Regions from separate parts of the Arachis hypogaea genome. Here region 2 is linked to region 1. Evidence: chromatin contacts called from public Hi-C data. All regions are on one chromosome and are shown on one strand. The core of a region is the stretch at or near the end of the contact, and the rest is flanking DNA. Distances in the headings are between cores, read along the strand shown.

The links. Hi-C and Micro-C count contacts between places; a contact is called where the count stands out from the background.
Region 2: a contact with region 1 is called in a Hi-C map of an unstated tissue, with 5 times the contacts expected there. The contact joins the promoter of LOC112716088 here to the enhancer-like site in region 1. A contact is called at or near these places in 3 of 8 Hi-C or Micro-C datasets (leaf and an unstated tissue).

The regions. Positions count from the first base shown.
Region 1 is chr10:98,801,636-98,806,334 of arahy.Tifrunner.gnm2.J5K5, forward strand. No RefSeq gene overlaps it. Among protein-coding and RNA genes, the nearest start is that of LOC112717797, 12 kb to the left of the region's middle. Within about 2 kb of position 2,061, at least 2 of the 3 cell types and tissues checked have open chromatin away from gene starts, as enhancers often do.
Region 2 is chr10:98,864,992-98,870,106 of arahy.Tifrunner.gnm2.J5K5, forward strand. LOC112716088 reads left to right here and starts at 3,548. Exons shown (of 3, transcript XM_025767937.3): 1 at 3,548-3,689; 2 at 3,926-5,115. The coding sequence starts at 4,026.

The sequences.
Region 1 (4,699 bases), core at 811-3,310:
AGAAAATAATGAATGTCCTTGATTTAAATCCTTGGTTAGCTTAGACTAGTAAGAGTCTATATGAATTAAGTGTGGAAAAATTGGGTGTGAAAACATTTGGTTTGGGAATTGGGTATGTTATACTTTTTTGTAAAAATGTGAAAAGAATTTTGGGCGCATGTTCATGCATTTGATACTCTAATCATATGAATTGAGAAAAACAAAAGAAAAAAAGAAAAAATAAAGAAAAATAAAAAGAAGAAAAAAAGAAAAAAAGAAAGCAATAAAAGGGGACAAAATTTCCCAAAGTAAGTGGTGATAGCAATGCATATGAGTTGTATTTAAATTTGGGATGCATGAATATGTGGAAAACATGGTTAATGGGTAGTTAGGTTTTGTATTTTGATTACATGGTTTGTCTTAGGTTAGGTGAGAAGTTTAGATTAATCAAGGATTTGGATTTTAGTCCACTTAACCAAATACATTCCTACATTGACCCTAACCCTATTACAATCCTTGAAAAGACCTCTTGATATGTGTATCCGTACATTAAATTTGTGTTGATTGGTAGAAGAAGAGCAAGTCTCAGAAAGCAAGATTAATAGAGAATCGAGAGAATCGACTCTTAAACACTTGTGCGATTAGAGCAGATACACTTCTGGTAAGGGTTCGGTGCTCGATTCTTTGTTTCCGACTTTCACGAGCTTTCTTCTTGCAAGTCTACTTGTACTTTATTTTGAGATTTGAATTAGTGGGATTCAGTTTATATTCGTTCATGGAGGATTTATTTACTTTTAACCAATTAGGTAGCAACATTTAGCATGTAGTTGCATTCATATAAATAAGTTATATTGCATAAGTCTCACCATTTCTCCTTCACTCTTTTGGTTCCCTTGAGCTTAGCATGAGGACATGCTAATGTTTAAATATGGGGAGATTGATAAACCACTATTTTATGGTATATTTTGGATTAAATTAAGAGGATTTTGTCAATTATTCTCACACTTATTCATGTAAATTATATGTTTTTAAGTTTCCTTCCTAATTTTGTGTTATGATTGAAAACATGCTTCTTTAGCCTTAAAATTGCTAATTTGTAATCTTCTCTATTACCATTCGATGCCGTGATATGTGTGTTAAGTGTTTTCGGGTTTTATAAGAGTAATATTACACGCCAAGTCTTTTTATGAACTAAATCTAACCAAATTAAACAATAAGATTTGGAATAATGCTAGTCATAATTGATTTTGTTATCTTAGACTAATTTGGTTGACAAAAAGACTTGAATGTATAATATTATTTTATATAAAGAGAGATATTTTCGATTGTATGGTTAAAAAAAGATTACTCATTTTATAAATTAGATATTTTAAAGACTAATTATGTTATATGTACATAGAAAAATAACTATTTGTATATGTATTGAAATACAAAATATATATTAAAAATGAATTAAATAATACATGTATTTATATACAACTATATAATAATTAATGAATAATTTGATAACTGATTTTTATGTATACATAATATTTTTTTTGTAAAAATTATTATATTATATATATTTTGTTTTCACTGTCAAAATTTTTTGGATTTGTCACTGTTCTCAGTATATTTTTGTTTTTTTTTTCTTAATTTTGAGATCCAAATAGCAAATAGGATAACAGATGGATCTTTTGAACTTTAAAAAAATTAAAAGTAAATGTTTTTTTAAATAAATAAGCATATTTTTTTTAAATAAGCATCTTTAATTGGGTTCGCTATTTTGACTATTTTTTAAATTTTTTAATAGGTTTTTTTTTTGTCAAGAAATTTTTCAATAGGTTAAATGGATAAGACCTATTAAGTTTCTAATTTTTATGGATCTAATATTGGAATGATAAGTTCCTCTATGTAAGGAGGATATTTTTGTCCAATCCATAATAAAACAAAACTTTAGGAGCCTTTGGTCCATTTTAATTTTACTTAAAAAAGATAAATGTTTATACGGTTAGTTGTTGTTTTGGACTTTGGTATCAAAGAACACACCATGATTTATTTTTGGAGGGGGACCCTTCATGATGACCACTCTAGTATACCATCATCGGTCTGGACTCCGTGATTTCAAATAAGTCCACCATTGAACAAAGCCCAAAAGATATGAGCCCTATATAATAAACCAACAATCAAAATACCAAAATAAAAAACCAAACAAAAAGGTCGGCAATATTAGATGCCTCACAAAGAACTGCACTGGATTCAAATCCTAGATTAAGCTGAGGAAGTGGAATCCAAACCCAAAAAAAAAAAAAAAAAACTGAGGAAGTGGAATATAAAACTTATAATAATAGTAGTATGTGAGTGTGTGTTGTGTAAGAAAAAAATTCTTTAATATGAGTTATCCGATTAGCTCCAAAATATGTTTATTTCATTATTTTTGGATGCCAGATCATGCTCATTAAGACTAAATTTCTAAAGTGGTTTCTAAGATTGATATTGTGTATTAAAATTGTTTTTGAAATTTTAATTGCATTAATTATGTTTCTGTGATTGAAAAATTGTACCATATTAATTCCTGACCTATTTTCTGTTAATAACGCGCTGACGTAGACCTTTAGTAACACGTGTCATCTCAGGGTTTGGTCGCGCGTAACGATATGATGACATGTTGATAAGTGACAAGTAGCATGCTGACATGGATGGTTATGCCATGTGTCACAATGCTATTTGTCAACGTGTCATCTACTATGTCATAATTAAATACATATGCACCAAATTGGTCCCTTACTTTGCATCAAATGACTCATTTTAGTCTCTAAAATTGAATGTCGTGTACCAAATTAGTCCATTCATTAGTTTTTTTTCTCATTTTTTTTGAAAATTTAAAATTATCAATATTTTTATTATACAATTTTTTATAATTAAGTTTTTAATTAATAATTTTAACTTGTATCGTTAGAGCACGTGCTAGCTAAATCTAAAACTTTATTATTGGCTCTTGTATTTATTTGTATCTGTTTTAATACTGTTCAAGTCATGGTTACAATAAGTGCTTATATTAATTAATAGTGTAATATATGAAAAGGCCGCCTAGCTAAGTTACAGATAAAACGAATTATTATAATCGACAGTATAAATCTATCTTACTAATTTAGTGAGAAGTCAATTATATGAAAAATTGGACATTCTTAAAACGGATGTGGAATAATGAATTTATATTAGCTGACAATTACCTTATCAAGTATTCTTAAAATATTTATTAAGATGTAAAATATTAAAAAAGTTTGTATTAAGAAATATTATTATACTTTTAACTTACACTCTTTACTAAATCAATATCAATATCTCATATAATTTTTTTATTTTAATAAAATATTGTAGAAAAAAATTTATATAATTAAAACTAAAATTTTAAAAATATTTTATAAAAGCACTAGTATTTAAATAACTTGTAAAAAGATAAAATTAAAAATAATGTATTCAAAGATATTAAAAATTTTGAATTTATAAAAAAAGAGAAACAACTGATGAAGGGATTAATTTGGTACACGACATTCAATTTCAGAGACTAACTGAGTTATTTGATGTAAAGAAAGGGAGCAATTTGGTGCATATGAAACGATGACATAGTGGATGACGCGGGACAAATAATATTGTGACATGTGGCATAATCTGACACGTGATAAAATATTATTATGACACGTGACATAACCATCCATGTCAGCATGATACGTGTCGTTGACCGACACGTCATCATATTGTTACACATGACCAAACCATGAGGTGACACGTGTCACCAAAAGTCCACGTTAGCGCGTCGTTAACGAAAAACGGGTCAAGGACTAATATGGTACAATTTTTTCAATCTCAGAGATGTAATTTGTGCGATTGAAATCTCAAGGACAATTTTGGTATACATCATCAATCTCAGAAACCACTTTAAAAATTTAGTCTGCTAATTGAATCAAAACTTTTCTTTCGTCCAAGAAAATTTTTAAAAGTTTTAAAAAATATTTAATATTTAATTTGTTTTAATTTTGTCGTTGATATTTTAAATGTGTTTTAGTTATAAACTTATTATTAATCTTTTTACAATGAATTATTAGTCATTGTTTTTTAGATTTTATCCTTTTCAATCTCAATTTTAAATTCTAAATTTTAAATTAATCTCACTCCAACTCTCTCCTGAGTCCTCCGTCGTAACCCACCCACCTATCCTCAAATTCTAACTTTCATCGTCACCTACCTCACTCTAAATTACAATTGTTGTCGCCTCCAACCTTACCATAACCACATCCCCACTAACATCAACATTAACAACAACAACAACAACAACAACAACAACAACAAGAGACTAGAAGGTTGGAAAAGGGGGAAGGGATGGGTTGATGGTAACAAAGATGGAGCAAAATAAGAGACAAATGGGGAGACAGAGTAGAAGCAAAGGCAAATGATGGCAGAAATAGAGGTGAATGTTAAAAGCAAAATCAAAGGCAAGCGATGAAAAAGCTAAAGCGAATTGTGGTTGAAGCAGAAATAGAGGTGAATGACGAAAAAGAAAAAGCATAGCCAAATGGAAGTGGAGTAGAAATAAATGTGATGATGACTTTCTTTTTTTCTTGATCTCTCTATATTCCTAGATGTTTGTCTGTTTAGCAGGAAAGTGAATGGTTGCTTATGGTGTATGACTATAGTTTGGACTGTGTTCGTACATTTTGATCAGAACGAGATGAAGTGTTCC
Region 2 (5,115 bases), core at 2,298-4,797, 65 kb after region 1:
AACAAATCAAAGCAAAAGCATAAGGTAAACACCCAATAACATTATGTAGCCAGCTCATCAAAACAACCAAATTCATATTACAAAGTTTAACAAAATAAAACATAAATCTACAAGCATTGTTCAAGTAAAACATACAATTCCAATCCTTTCAAACTACTAAGGGGAGATCATATTATCATATCTACTCTCCTGCTCTACATCATCATCATCAATAAGTTTTTTCATTAAGCACCACCTTATATGGGTCCATCATAGAAAAATCAACTGTTGATGCAACAAACTTGGCCTGCTTAGAGGCTCTGTCAAATCCTTCAGCCATCATTTGATATCCATAACTTTCTTTACCCTCTTCGCCGGTTGTTTTTTTTTTAAAGCCAATTCAGCAATCCTAACCTCCAACTTAGGGTTCTTAGTTTCAAAGAGTTTCTTTCTTTCTTCCAAAACTCCAACTTTATTCTTTATTTTTTTTCAACTCCTCATCCTTCAAAACAAGATCCTTGAGAGCATTCTGCAAACACAAATTTACCTATATAATCAGTTAAAGCCTCTCTATCAGATTCATATTCCAATCATTTGGCCACCGATAACAATCTATGAGAAGATATTCCCTCAATCAGAAAAGTCACAATTATCTCTTCCTTACTACCCATATAATCCATTCCTAAGATTTGCTTTGGTTGCGGATCCCATTATAACAAAAATCTTTCAATCAACATTTCATCTACATAAAAGGGAAAGCTATTCTCCGTTGATGTAACCTTCAAAAACATCTCATTGAATCCTTTGAATAAGGATTTAAAGGCGCAAAACATTGCTCGACCAGGACTCTCACTAAGAGTTACCCAACCCCCTTCACTCTTTTTAACTGAAACAGAGCAAAAAATACCTCCAGTAAAGGTTTTACTTTCAAAAAATCTATCAAAATCTCAAATCCTCGAACAAACACCCATGTATTTGGGTGTAGTTAAGATGGAGTACACATCAATTGAATAAGCACACCATACTCAAACTGATGAAGAAAACTTCATATTAACTAAGACAAATGAATACATGAAGAAAAACTCAAAACCCTCTCCTCTATGGAACACACGATCCAAAGCTGTGCATGGAAAAAATTCAATCTTTATATTTAAGCTTTCGCTAACCCAACAAGCTGTCCCCAAATACACCACACTATCATTACCATTAAATACTGAACAACCGACAACGCTTCTTCACCAAATCAGACATTCAACTAAACAGGTCATTCATATCCCATATGAACTCCTCCTTAATTATGATATCTTTATCATCTTTCTTCTTCCTTTTCTCATTCTCATTTACCATCCCCATCTTTTCAAATCAGAGGCTACTACACAAGGCCCACACACGCTATAGAAGAAGACAAAGTAAGAACAATAAAATAGACTAATCTCTATTCTCCATCCCTAAATCACAAGACTCAAACAAACACAGCAAATGACTTCACATACTGTCTGTGTTCTATTTCAAAAGAAGACCTAACCCACGTTTTATCCATCCTTTACCAAAGTTAAGTGATCAACAATGACTATTACAAACTCTTTACTTTCAAATTCCATCAACACCATTCATTCAAATTTCACCTTCATCAAAACTGGTCATTATACCCTTAGTAAACAAAAAAGTAACTGCAGGTCATAATTACTTCTATCACCTCATTTACTACCTATATTCAATATTCTTCTATTTCGTTTACTTCATACCAATTCATTATTATTCATTCCATTTACTCAAAATAAATCGGCAATTATAAGTCGAATTCAATCCAAAGAACTAGACGGTTATACATCGGAATAACTCCAGTCAAAATTTTTATTTATAAGCCAGACCCATTCTAAGCAACCAAATACCTACACGTCGGCATAACCACAATCAAATTTGTATCTATAAGTCGAACCAGTCAAAAATTAAGCCGCTACATACCAACATCATTCTCTTTCAAGAAATATTCTATTCTTCATGCCATCAAATCAAATTTGGGGGCTTATCCTTATTATTTAACCATTATTCTTAATTATTGTCAAATTTCTTTTACTCTACTATTCACGTAAAGCCATTTCCAAGCATGACTATCACTTTTCAACATACAACAAGTTGAGTTTGGGAGTTACTATTATTACTATCACTATTCTAAATTATAATTACTATTCCGAATTACAAATACTATTCCGAACTATTATTACAATTACTATTCCGAACTATCATTACAATCACTATTCCGATCTATATTTATTATCATCATTCCAATTTATAGCATCACAAAAACTCATAAACTCAACTCGTCGTATTAAAAAAATCACAGGTTAAGCTTGGAGGCTGTGATTCGGTAGTTATAATCCGGTCCAACTATGCCTATAAATCGGATCCGAATCCAATAACAAATGTGGCTTATCTTCAATTAAAGAGAATCTCGCTAATAACAACCTACTCAATAACAAACTCAAATGATGGCCGAAAGATCAGGCTAATATCTCAACCTCTTTGAAAATGATTACATTCTATAAATACCAAACTCTAAATATGTAAAAAGTATGCTACTTACTTTGAGTAATATTATACTCATTTTCTATTTTTACTAATTTGAATGTTGGAGTGTCTTTATAGGTGTCTGTCATCGTTGTTCCTCTTAAAGTCGACGCATACCTTTTTTACTTTAAACGAAAGCAAGCTCAATCTCTGAATAGGACGAGTTATATATCAAGCTCGGTTTACTACGCACGAACACTTCTTATAAACAAAAAGACGGTAGAAATTAGCCAAAATTAATTTAAAGTTATTTTATTTTATATTTTTTAATTATTATTAAAATAAATACATAATATTATTAAATATAATAACTGTACAATTATAAATATTATATATGATAAATTAAATAAAATATTTTTAAATTATTATTTTTTAAAAATTATTCAAATTAATTTAGTCATTATTGGAAAGACAGATAATTATAGAACCAGGATTATGCTATCATGAGACGAAATTCTGCGTAAAAGATGGATCTTTGATCTTCATGGGAGATCCCATGCCATATACTAATACTAGTAATATTATAACTAAAATTAGTCAAACACAATAATCCTAGAAACAAGAGTTTCAAGTACAAACATTTTAATAAATTCTTGTGCATGTTTAATTAGCGAGTCTCTGTTTCCTTGTGATGCCTTTTTTTTTTTTTTTTTGGTTACCATTTACCAAAGCAGGGTAAGCGTTTTTTTTTTTTTTTCCTTTTTTTCAACGGATACAGAAATTCTTTGTCACTTTCGCAAGGGGTCAGTGAGTGAGTCAGTCAAAAAGGATCATTTTAGTAACAATCCGACAAAATCAGAGCCCTCTATTTTTTGCCTTTTTTATTTTATTATTTTCGCAAGTGTCCCTGGTTCCCTTTCAACCGTTTGTGTGTGTTCAAACACCAATTTCAAAGTAAGTCAAGGATGGCAAATTCGTAATTATATCCTAATTCAATGCCAAAAAGAAATCCTCCACAAACCCTTTCCATCTATTTAAGCACGCACACATCTCTCTCTCTCACGTCCACCTTATTCTCCTTCAAATAGTACTGTTTGTGATCAAAGAATAATCTTGATCCTTTCAGTCCAAGTTCTTCAATTATTCTTCTCCATCATCAGCAATTTAAACAACCAACTGTCCACAATAATTATGGTCTTTAGGTTCGTAATTATACCCTGTCATTACTTTGTATTAAGCAATTTCTCTCTTTTATGTGCATGCATGTTCCTCAATTACGATCAAAACTGAGTGTATTAAATTAATGGTAGCTAGACCTAGCTAGCTACTAGAAGTACTCAAGTAGTTAATTCATCAGTCTCTTATGTAACTAATTCAAAAGTTGCATAATATTTTAATGGACCTATATAGATTGAAGTTTGATTATTATTTTTTACAGCTTGGGATCCGAGGAGTTCAATAATCCATCAACAAGCAACAACACAGAAAACTGAGAATTATTTAAAAAGACACACACAGAACAGACCCTTGTCAAAGACATGCCCAGAGTGATGATGTGGTTCAGGTTCTTGTTCTTGCTAATTCTTCTCAACTTGCTGAACTTATCACATGGCAAAGAAACTGAAAGTCAACAAGACCTTGAGCTTCTCTTATCGTTCAAAGCTTCAATCCACGACGATCCACTTCACTCTCTCAGTAACTGGCTCCCAACCATTTCTTTATGCAACTGGAACGGCATCACTTGCAACAAGAACATATCTGATGTCATAGTCGTCACCACCCTTTCCCTCGCCGGTAAAAACATCTCCGGCGAGGCTTCTTCCTCCGTTTTCCACCTTCCAAACCTCACATCACTCGACCTCTCCAACAACCAGCTTACGAAGCTCCTATACTTGGATCAACCTCCTCCATTTCTCTCCCCAATTCGTTACCTCAACCTCAGCAACAACAATCTAACCGGCCCTCCCCCTCGCTCCTTGTTCTCCGCCTCCTTTTCTCTCCTAGAGACTCTTGACCTCTCCAACAACATGTTCTCCGGCGAGATCCCTCCCCAAATTGGCCTCTTCTCATCCCTAACCTACCTTGACATTGGAGGCAACCTTCTCGGCGGACACATTCCGAGTTCCATAACTCAGTTGAAAAATCTACAGTACTTCACCCTCGCTTCGAACCAGTTAGTCGGCGAAATCCCGAAAGACATTCGAGCCATGAAGAATTTGAAGTGGATTTACTTCGGTTACAACAATCTCTCTGGTGAAATTCCCAGTGCCATTGGTGAGTTAACTTCATTGAACCACCTCGATCTTGTGTATAACAACCTCACCGGAGAGATTCCTGAATCCATCGGAAGCTTAACGAATCTCGAGTACATCTTCCTCTACCAGAACAAATTCAACGGTCCGATTCCTCGTTCAATCTTCAACCTCAAGAAGCTTGTATCTCTTGACCTCAGCGATAACTCTCTCTCCGGCGAGATTCCGGAACTCGTGATGAATCTTCAAAGGCTTGAGATTCTTCATTTGTTTTCGAACAATTTCTCAGGGAAGATTCCCAACGGTTTGGAATCTTTGCCGCGGCTTCAGGTGCTTCAGCTGTGGTCAAACTCGTTGACCGGGGAGATTCCGTCGG